Linked DNA regions of Mus musculus: all the other regions are linked to region 1. The links are chromatin contacts, called in public HiChIP or PLAC-seq and Micro-C maps. All regions are on one chromosome and are shown on one strand. The core of a region is the stretch at or near the end of the contact, and the rest is flanking DNA. Distances in the headings are between cores, read along the strand shown. Region 1 holds the start of Tab2 (TGF-beta activated kinase 1/MAP3K7 binding protein 2). Region 2 holds the start of A630066F11Rik (RIKEN cDNA A630066F11 gene). Region 3 holds the start of Lrp11 (low density lipoprotein receptor-related protein 11).

Region 1 (3,214 bases), core at 294-2,793:
AAGAGAAGTACTGTTTATTTAATAATTTCTTCAATTTATCTAAAATCATTACACTGACTATGGAAATAATTCCTCAGAGAACTGTAGTATTAGGGCTCAATGGCGTCTGTTACTGTGAATTAATGAAAACAGCATCTACTATGTGAATTATAATTTACTTTTACTTCGAACACAGAAAAAACACTTTTTCAAAGTATATACTTTTACTTTCTTAATGTCAACCGAGAGAAAAATTTAAAAGTTCCAATGTTGTAAATCATTAGCACTCTGACTTCTGGCGGGCTAAAAGTTTTTAAGTAGAGCTAAACCCCAATATTTCAGGTACTTTGTAAAACTGAGTGTAAAAAGGAAGTGAAAGGGTTTTAAGTGTTTAAAAAAGGGGCTTTAAAAACAATAAGCAATAAGCACCTATGGAGCTTATACTGATAACAGAATAATAAAAATAGTCCTTCCGGATTTTTTTCGGTAGTATGAATTTCTTCAAGGAAGAAACTGGCAGCGATATGCACACTTTGGACAGGGTCAAGAAGAAGAAAAAAAAAGCCTTTTTTTTTTTTGCCATATGAAACCGCCAAGATTTTAAAATATTTTACATTGTGAGAAACATCTGAACGTTGACCACCACCACCCAACCCCACCCCACCCCGAGGGAAAACGAAGCACATCTTTAAGAAGATAGAAACCAGAAGTGTCCCCTCCCCCGCGTCTCCCCTCGAAGCTAAAGTGTCTTTGGCTCTGCTTCTAGGTCTTCTAGGAACGTGCAGTTACAATCGCAACGACTCGCTTGATTCTTTAGATCGTTCTCTCTGCGGGCCCCCACTGCTGATCAAGGAAAGTCCAGCGGCCGAGCCAAACTCCGCTCGGGTCCCGCGGCTTCCAGGACGCGTCCCGCACCGCCCGGTCTCCATCCGACCCGCCGTCCCTCCCGGGTCACCCGGTAGCTCGCGGCCTGGGCGCGGCCCGGCTCCAAGGGGGTGTGTCCGGCTCGCGGCCCCGCAGCCCCGCAGGCCCGGCGCTCGCCTCCGCCTCAGGCCCACCTGCCCCGCGGCCCGTCAGGGCCTGCAGGGTCCCGCCCGTCTCCCCGAGCTGGGCCGCCGGCTCGCACGGCTCGCCCTGCTCGCACAGCCCGCCACCCGCTTCCGGAGCCGCGAGGCCCTCGGCGGCGCGCGCACCGCTCGGCTCCTCTCTCTCTCCCTCCCTCCCTCCCCGTCCGAGCGTGAGGGACCCGCGTGCTCCTCCTCAGCCCGCGCCGGGACGCGTCCCCTCCGGCCACGGCGAGCCGGGAGTGGGGACGGCGGCTGGCGGAGGTGGGGCGTGGACAGAGCATCCCCGCCACCCGGCGGAGGGAGGCCTCGTCACGGCCGCCGCCTCAGATCTCGCGGTGTTTGCCGGCCGCCGCGCCGCCATATTGTGTGGCCGTATTTTGATGCGGACTGGGCTGGCGGAGCCGCGGCGCGAGCGGGCGAGCGAGCGAGAGCTGGGGGGGTGGGGGGAGGGCAGGCGAGCGGCAGGGGGGTGGGGGCGGAGGGAGGCAGGGCGGCCGTGCGAGCCGGAGCCGAGCAGCGGGCCGCGGCGACGCCGCCCCGGCCATCGCTTTGATCCGCGGCAGGCGCCGGCGGCGGGGCGCCCCAGGCCGACCCCCTCCCCTCCCCCTCAGCCGCGAGCGGCGGCGGCGGCCGGAGGGAGTTGGCGGCGGCCGGGCGGAGGGGGCCGAGCGGGGAGGGAGGGAGGGCTGAGGTGTCCCCCCTGCCGGGTGGAATCGGCGCTGGCGGCGGCCGCGGTGACGACGGGGGAGACGGCTGCCCAAGTGGGAGAGGCGGCGGCGGCGGACGAGGAGGAGGGGGAAGCCGCGGCGGCGGCGAAGGGTAAGCGGACGGCGCTGCGGGGCCTCGGCGGGATCCCTCCCCACCCCCCACCCCCCCCACCCCCAGCCCGGCTCCCCGCGCCTGCAGCGGCTCGGGGACCGGCTCTGCCTGGCGCGCGAAGCCCTAGCGGGGCGTCCGCGCCTTCCTCGCCTTCGTCCGCCGCTCCGCCCGGGTCCTGCCCGCGGTGGCGAGGCGCAGGGAGGCCCCCCAAGTCCTGCGGGGAGGGTGGGGGCGGGGAGCCTGGGGCCTGGCCTGGGCTCCGGGGCGTCGGGGGAGGGGGACCGGGCCTGCCCCGGAGCCCAGCGCCGGAGAGAGCCGGGGGTGGGGGTGCCTTGGCCCCCGGTCCGCCCCCAGGCCTGTGATCTGGAAGTGGGAGGGAGGGAACCAGACGCCTTTGGGGGAACCCAGGTCTGGATAACGATGACTTCGGGGCCCGCGAGTTAAGGGAGAGCCGGGGAAGTTAAGTGCAGGGTAAAGAGGAAGCACCTCTCTCGCTTTGCTTTCCGATTTTGCTTGTCTGCAGCCTTCTTCCAAATGGGCAGCACGCCCCGCTGTGAAGAGGTTGGGGCCCCCTTAGAGTCCACAGGACTACTCTGATTTTCTTGCCCCGAGATAGTGGTTGGAAGAGGAAGACTTAACAAGGGTCCCTGGGTGTTGCTGACAGGTGACAGGTGGATCTGTCTGTTGCTGATGCTGTAGAATCCTTGGCTCATAATTGTAGGCCGAAAGTGTCAGGGAGCGTGTGAGTTTGTATTTACGTGTTTGGCCAAGTTTCATTCCATATATAGTATATTTGAGATGCTAAGTTTCCATTCAAGTCAGCTTAATTGTTATGGAGGAATTCTTCAAATGTTTCTGATAAGAGGGGTTTTCAGGAGAGTGGTGGAGACTTGCAGCCTCCTGGAGCTTTTATTCGAGTCTCCGTGAAGTTCGGGTTCCCAAAAGCATTGCAGGCTGTTGGTAAATGGGCTTCTAGTCATTGGAAAGTTCTTGGACACAAATGCAGTATTCGAGGCAGCAGCCAGACACTCTAGCTTTGCATCCATTTTGTCAGTGCTGGGTAAGTTAGTAAAGTGCCAAATCGTAGGGTTAGGTTGATTGCCATTTTATAAAAGGAATGGCTTTGTGTCCTAGCTTACTCAAAGGAGATGTTGCTCATGAAGCAGCTTCAAATTTTGCTAGGAATTTCACTGGGTACAAAAGAGGGTTGTTTGTTTTTTGTTTTGGTTTTTTTTTTTTTTTTTTGGTTTTTTTGTTTGTTTTGGTTTTGGTTTTGGTTTTGGCTTTTAGTTATCACTGTTTACCACACTTGGTACAGCAAGAGTTTTGATGCCTTTTCAGAAGCATCC
Region 2 (2,974 bases), core at 250-2,749, 290 kb after region 1:
GTTTCGAGACAGTGTTTCTCTGTGTAGTCCTGGCTGTCCTGGAACTCACTCTGTAGACCAGGCTGGCCTCGAACTCAGAAATCTGCCTGCCTCTGCCTCCTACGTGTGCCACCATGCCTGCCCCCCCCTTTTTTTTTTGAGCTTGAGGATTTTTGTTTTGTTTCGTTTTCCAGCAGCAAGACTGTTACCCAACCTGGCTATTTCTTTTCCCCATACAAAATGCCAGTCACCGAAATGATAGGTTTTGCAAGATAGAATTTATGAGGTGACCAATCATTTGAAAATGGAGAAAACAAGGTCATCTCTGGACCACTTCACCTAAGCTGAGGTTGAGTGATATTTATGGACTGAGGAGCAGGAAAAGGTATTTGGATTAAACTCATCAGATGTAAACATCATGACCCATACAGAAAAGCAGTCAGATGAAAGTACCTAAGCACAAGGAGATTCTAATGAACTTTTACACTCAGACTAGAAGAGCAGGTGGTACTGGGTAGGAAAAAAACGGACGGTCTAAAACTCATCGCTTTACTCTTAATGTTGAACAACACTGACATTTATAGTTAGTTACAGGAGTCATGAAAATAGGTGATAGACATTTCAGGTTGGATGCAGGTTGAGTGTTGCAACTGATGAAGTTTGGTAAGAACTGTAATTTGGAAATTGCTCCTGACATCACAGCACAGCATAGGTGTCTTATCTTCGTTTCCTTCCTGAAAGTTTACTGGAGTCATGGCTGTGTCTCAGTTCAAGTTAGCACACGTTGGATGCGGCAGACAGTGTTTCCTGTCAATTCTTAGAATGTTGCAGAGATGAAAGCAGTAAAATTGGTGTCCAGTCTAAGGATGGAATTTGTGAGCTTAAGCTGAAACTCATACTTGGGTAGGAAGAATAACACTTCCACCACAGGGTACTGAGCTTATTTTGTAACCAATTATAGCTCTCGGCTACTTTTGCTCTTAACCAGGGAAGCATCCCTACCCCCAATTCCATGTCACGGTATTCTTCCACCTTGAATTTATGCCTTCAGAGCTGAAAACAAACCAGAGCCTCTGCTTCATCAGGACCGTGCTGAGACATAGGCTAGTGGACTTCGTACCTGAGAGGCCCTTTGCCCTTGGGCTCTGTTAAAATGATTATTTTGGCCCCATCCAGAAGCCTTAGGTTAGTGCACCGGGTTGGACGAGGCAAGACGGAGTCAGCACACCATCTAGCAATCTAGACAGCCATAGGAGCAGACCGGCCGCTCGCAACAGCTGACGGAGTGGCGATTGCGGAGCCCAAGAAGGCGGCACACGTCGGACCCGCCATCCCGCATCAGCCAGAGCCGCGGCTAGGAAGGAGCCTCATCACGCAGAACACCAGCTCGCCGGCCGCAGGACGGAGGCAGGTGCAGGCCTCAGGAAGGGGAACTGAGCAGCGTTCGTTTGTGCGACCTCGCTGCGGCCACCGAGCACTGGTTATCGCCCCCGCTCGCTACTGGGCTCCAGGACTCCCCCGCCGCGGGCCCCGCCTGGCCGCACCCCGGACTGCGCGGCGTCACAGAGCGCATGCGTGCCGCGGGGGATGCCGGGAGCGCGCATTGGCGGCAGTGGCAGCGACGGCAGTAACAGCGGCCGCTCGAGCGGGGACACCAGCGGGGCGGTGACCGTGTGGGAGGTGGTCTCACTCTTGGGGAAACTGCTAGGGACCGTCGCCGCGCTGAAGGTGGTTCTGTACCTGCTCCGGGTGTGCTTCGCGATGGCCTGGAAATCCGGCGGCGCCAGCCACTCGGAGCTAATCCACAACCTCCGCAGTAAGTGCCACCCCCGCCCGGCGTGGGCCAGGGAGCAGGGCCGGGCCTGGACGCTGTCCCCCCCTGACAATCCGGAACGTTCGGTCTGCACCCCTGCGCCTGCTGGAGGGCGTCGCAGCGCGGTTGCACCGGGAGTTCGGAACGCCGTGCGTTTTTGCAGTCTCCTCTCCCGGGACCTGTCACTCGGCGATGTGGATGGGAAGAGGGTAGTAGCCAAGAGGGAGCTGCTGCGGGTGGGACACGGGCAGTTGCCTCCTCGCAGGCTGCGGGGGACTGGGTGCGGCACAGGTGGCGGGGCTGTTGCTGGAGTCTGCGGTCCCACTAGCGAGGGGCGTGACTTCAGGGTGGGGAAGTGCAGGCTTGTTTCTGGTGACTGGACTAGCACCGAGGGGACACCACCTTCGGCCTACGGGTTCTCTCACTGTTCTCGGTTGATTCCCTGCAAGCTTTCTGTTTTCTGCCTCCCCCGCCCTCTGTTTTTTCCTTTGGAGGGAGATGCTGCTGTCTGATAGCAAGGGGAGGGGAGAGGAGGTTCCGACTATTGCGGTTGCTGGGAGCAGTTTCTCAGGTTGCTGTCCAAAGTATAGGCCCTTGGGGGGGGGGGGGCGGCGGGGGAGCGAGGGATTGTCAGAGCATGCTGCTCCTAAGAGACTTTGTTTGGAGTCTTTGAATCCAGCAGACCATTGTGTGTATAAAATGTTCCAACTTTTTTTTTCAAGAGTGTTCATTGGCTTTTAAAAGCGCGTTTGAAAAGTTTTTTGTTTTGTTTTTGTTTTTTTTTTTGTTTTTGTTTTTTTTTTTTTGTTTTTTTAAAGAATAGCATTTTCTGTAGTCACTGTATTGCTTCCTTTGATGATAGTTTCAGGATAGAATGAATGCTGTGTCACTTTCCTTTCTAAATTGAAATAGTGTTGTTGTCTGGCTCAGAGACCAAGAAGAGCTGCAAGTTCATAACCTCACCCTGATCAGAATTCACAGCTTCTTTTGCCACCAATTTTCAAAAATAATCATAGTCTGCTGGGTGATGTTTTTAATTTTCTTGCGACTTTTCTTTTCTCTTCTTCTTTTTCTTTTTCTTTTTTTTTTTTAAGCCTTTGAGGTATTTATCTTACTTCTCAACTCTATTCATAATCACCGTGAGGGCTGGAACGCTAAACAATGGAATTTTCTCAAAGAATC
Region 3 (3,387 bases), core at 674-3,173, 370 kb after region 1:
TCTACAAACACAAGGAACGCATACAGGGTAAGCATCCGGACAGCGGACCCCGGGAGTCTGTCTGTCTGTACAATGCCCTTTGCCCTCCATTCAGGGCCAATCAGTGCAGCCTGGGAGCCAAGGCTGCACCACAGGGTGCTGAGGACCTGAAGAAATCTGGGTGTATCAGCGCTTCCCAGAGAGTGGGCATGTTAGTCAGTGCTCCCCAGAGAGGAGGCCATGCCAGTGGCCAAGGCAAACTCCCCCTAGAGAAAAGAAGGACAAAGGAGGGCAGGGAGGAGAAAAAACACTTAGATGGCTTTTGGTTTTGGCCTTACTCTTAATTCTGTTTACTTTTCTTTCCCGGGTTTAAGGAAAGCTCTGGAAGCAATGCAAAGTTCTGTCAGATGAGCACAGAGAACCTAGGGGGATAAAATTCGTTTCTCTGCTACTTTGCCCCTTCATTGTGTCTTGTTTTTTTCCCTAGAGCAACTGATATAAAAACCAGAGGGCAAGCTGTTTAGGCCTTTTAAAGAGAGACTAACTTTACACACTATCCACTGTGTACTGAGCCCAGCAGACCCCACTACAGAGCTCCAATCCCCTCCACACACAGCTGGCCTCCTTAAATTGAGTGGAACACAAAACCAACAAGGTCACGAATGTGGGGAAATTTTTGGGCAAGGGATGGAAGAAAAGAATGGAGATGGAGTGACAAGTTTTCCTTCATATTTTTATATCTGAAGGAGCTATGTGTTGGCAGAGAGCCAAACCAGGAAGCAGGAGTGGGTATTTAGGAGCAATTCTGCATCTAATCAAATCTTGTCCTTGCTATTTCCTGCGGTAAAACACGCTTTATAAAACCTATGAGACAAAATAAAACTAAAATAATCTTTACTGGGACAAAGAAGGTTCCGGGCTATCGTCTTAAATCGATCCGTCAGTGCTCTCCGATCTGCCCCCTTATCTTCCAAAGGCAGCCCAACGGACCCTGTCTGCTTCTGCCCCTCTATTGCACTTTCTTAGCACCAGCCCAAAGTCAGAGAAAAATGTGAACCACTTTCCCGGTTACCCACAGCTTTAATCCTCTGGAAGCAGAGAAGTTTGCTCGCTCGATAGCAGGCGGGACCCTCCTGGCGTCGCTTACCTGGCCGGGGAGGGATCCCAGCGGCGTCCTCGGCGCGACTGAGGGTGTAAGTGCGGTACCCGCGGAGTGGCGCGAACTTGCAGACGCTGCGGCCGCGCGCCGTGCAGTTGAACAGGTAGCAGCGGGGTGCGGGCATAGGTGCGGGCACGCTGGGCCCCCGGGGCAGCTGCACCACTGCCACCGAGCAGCTCGGCTCGGAGCAGCAGGCCGTCACGCACTGCCGCCAACCCCGCACGCTCCCGGGTGCGCGCAGGAAGCTGGCTCCCGCCGCGATGGAATCCTGGGTGCGGATGATGGTATCGGGCACCGCCCGGTAGACCGCCGTACCGCCCGCACCCGGGCAATCCTCCCGCGGGCCGCCCAGTAGCTCCGGCTCTAGCTCCTCGCGAGGCCGTGCCCGCTGTAGCTGCCGGCGAAAGTCCTGAAGCAGCCTATCCACTCCGGACGACGGAGCGGCGGGCTCCCCGGGCCGGCTGCCGGGCAGCCAGAGGCAGAGCAGCAGCAGCCCGCGGAGCGCGCGGTGCCGGAAGCCGGGGCCCGGTCCTCCTCCCCTTGTGGCCATGGCACGAGCGCGGCCTCAGAGCTCGGCGGCCCCGGGGCCTGGCTGCTTCACGGAGGCGGCGAGTGTGCCGGCTTCGAGAGGCATCGCGGGCCGGACTCGGCCGGACTCGGCGCCGCCCTGGCCCTGCTACCAGGCTGCGAGCTTTCGGTGCTTCTATCTTCGCTCCGGCCGCGGAAGCGCACCGGGACGACGAGCGGCCTCTACGTGGATCAGCACCGGCGTGCGGACAGCGGCTGCGACGGGGCGGAGCCTGGCGTGCTGGGGCGGCTCCGGGGCGGGACTTCCGCAGGTCTGTCGGTCTCCGGCGCCCGGTGGGGAGGAGGAGGGGACTCCCCGGAGTTGCCTGGCTGCTCCGCGGCTTGATCACACCCTAAGCAGCGTGGGTGTTTGGGCCCATCAGGCCTCATTCAGCAAGCAGACTCGCGCAAGGCCATAGCTCACAGGGCAGGGCACTCGGGGTTGGAGGGAGGGGAAGAGTCAGAAAATCCATCAGTCTAAAGTTCGGGGCTACTACGGAGAGCGACGGGTACAGCCAGGGGACCACAGACAACTTTGGCAGTCTTTTGGAATCCAACTTCGTTGCATTATTTATTATTAAAGAGATTTGGACTATGGTAGGTAATAAAGGAAACAAAACATTTACATTCAGGTTCTAATTCGCCTTTCAGTTTCGTTTAGAGAACTTAAACACCAGAAGTTTAGCAACAGAAAGCTGAACTTGTGAGGAGGCAAAGGCCGGGCAGTATGGGAAGGAGGGTTGGGCCGATTGATGATCTCCCATCAGTTTACTGGGTGTTGGGATGGATGACACCTGATTTAGTTTGACTGATAGAACACAATACTCTGAAGTGTGCGGCTTCAAGATCAAGATATCATCGTATTCATTTCTAAAATGAATGTTAAGTAAGTCAGTGCCCACGAAGTGCTTAGACACGTGGAGAAGCTCATTATTACTAATTTTGAAGTCACCTTTTGTTTTTAAATGCTTTTATTTATTCTTTGAGAATTCCATACATCTTTACCATATTCTAATACCTTCCCCTACTCCACCCAGATCCGCACTCACCTCCCTCCCTTCTTGTTTCACTTTTAAAACCCAAAAACAACATTAAACCCAGAAATGTGGAATCTGAATTGTGTTGACTAGCTCCTCTTGAACATGGGGCCTCCTCTGGAGTAGGGCTTATATACCCAGTGTCACCAGATTGAAAAAACACTACCCCACCCCCAAGCTATTGTGAACAGCTTCTTGGCCAATGGTGGGACTCTATTATCCACTACCTAGCCTCTGTGCTAAGATCTTCTCTGGCTTCGCCCTGAGCAGATCTTGTGCATGCTGTCACAGCCTCCTCAATGCCCTGTTCTGCCTGAAAAACACTATTTCCTCGTACATGGTGTCTTAGTTAGGTTTTACTGCTGTGAGCAGACACCATGGCCAAGGCAACTCTTACAAGGACAACATTTAATTGGGGCTGGCTTACAGGTTCAGAGGTTCAGTCTATTATCATCAAGGCAGGAGCATGGCAGCATCCAGACAGGTATGGCACTGAAGAAGGAGCTCAGAGTTCTGCATCTTCGTCTGACAGCTACTAGAAGATGACTAGCTCCAATGTGGTTAGGAGGAGGGTCTCATTGCCCACCCCACAGTGACACACTTCCTCCAAAATGGCTGTACCTACTCCAACAAGGCCACACCTTC

What was found. A called contact is a pair of places that touch in the nucleus more often than the background predicts. HiChIP or PLAC-seq counts read pairs in DNA pulled down with a chosen protein or histone mark.
Region 2: a contact with region 1 is called in a Micro-C map of embryonic stem cells, with 7 times the contacts expected there. The contact joins the promoter of A630066F11Rik here to the promoter of Tab2 in region 1. A contact is called at or near these places in 1 of 39 promoter capture datasets (erythroid cells), 7 of 484 Hi-C or Micro-C datasets (CD4 T cells, CD8 T cells, the G1E-ER4 cell line and 3 more), 5 of 115 datasets of contacts at active chromatin or transcription factors (the 230-238 cell line, effector CD8 T cells, extraembryonic endoderm stem cells and 2 more) and 2 of 9 other capture datasets (adipose tissue and liver).
Region 3: an H3K4me3 HiChIP or PLAC-seq map of embryonic stem cells shows a contact between it and region 1, with 9 times the contacts expected there. The contact joins the promoter of Lrp11 here to the promoter of Tab2 in region 1. A contact is called at or near these places in 4 of 484 Hi-C or Micro-C datasets (B cells, CD4 T cells and embryonic stem cells), 3 of 115 datasets of contacts at active chromatin or transcription factors (embryonic stem cells and epiblast stem cells) and 1 of 9 other capture datasets (liver).

The regions. Positions count from the first base shown.
Region 1 is chr10:7,954,452-7,957,665 of GRCm38.p6, reverse strand. Tab2 (TGF-beta activated kinase 1/MAP3K7 binding protein 2) reads left to right here and starts at 1,543. Exons shown (of 7, transcript NM_138667.3): 1 at 1,543-1,865.
Region 2 is chr10:7,661,896-7,664,869 of GRCm38.p6, reverse strand. A630066F11Rik (RIKEN cDNA A630066F11 gene) reads right to left here and starts at 1,499. Exons shown (of 1, transcript NR_030698.1): 1 at 247-1,499. Pcmt1 (protein-L-isoaspartate (D-aspartate) O-methyltransferase 1) reads left to right here and starts at 1,262. Exons shown (of 8, transcript NM_001347228.2): 1 at 1,262-1,795. The coding sequence starts at 1,567.
Region 3 is chr10:7,588,353-7,591,739 of GRCm38.p6, reverse strand. Lrp11 (low density lipoprotein receptor-related protein 11) reads right to left here and starts at 1,923. Exons shown (of 7, transcript NM_172784.4): 1 at 1,127-1,923. The coding sequence starts at 1,688.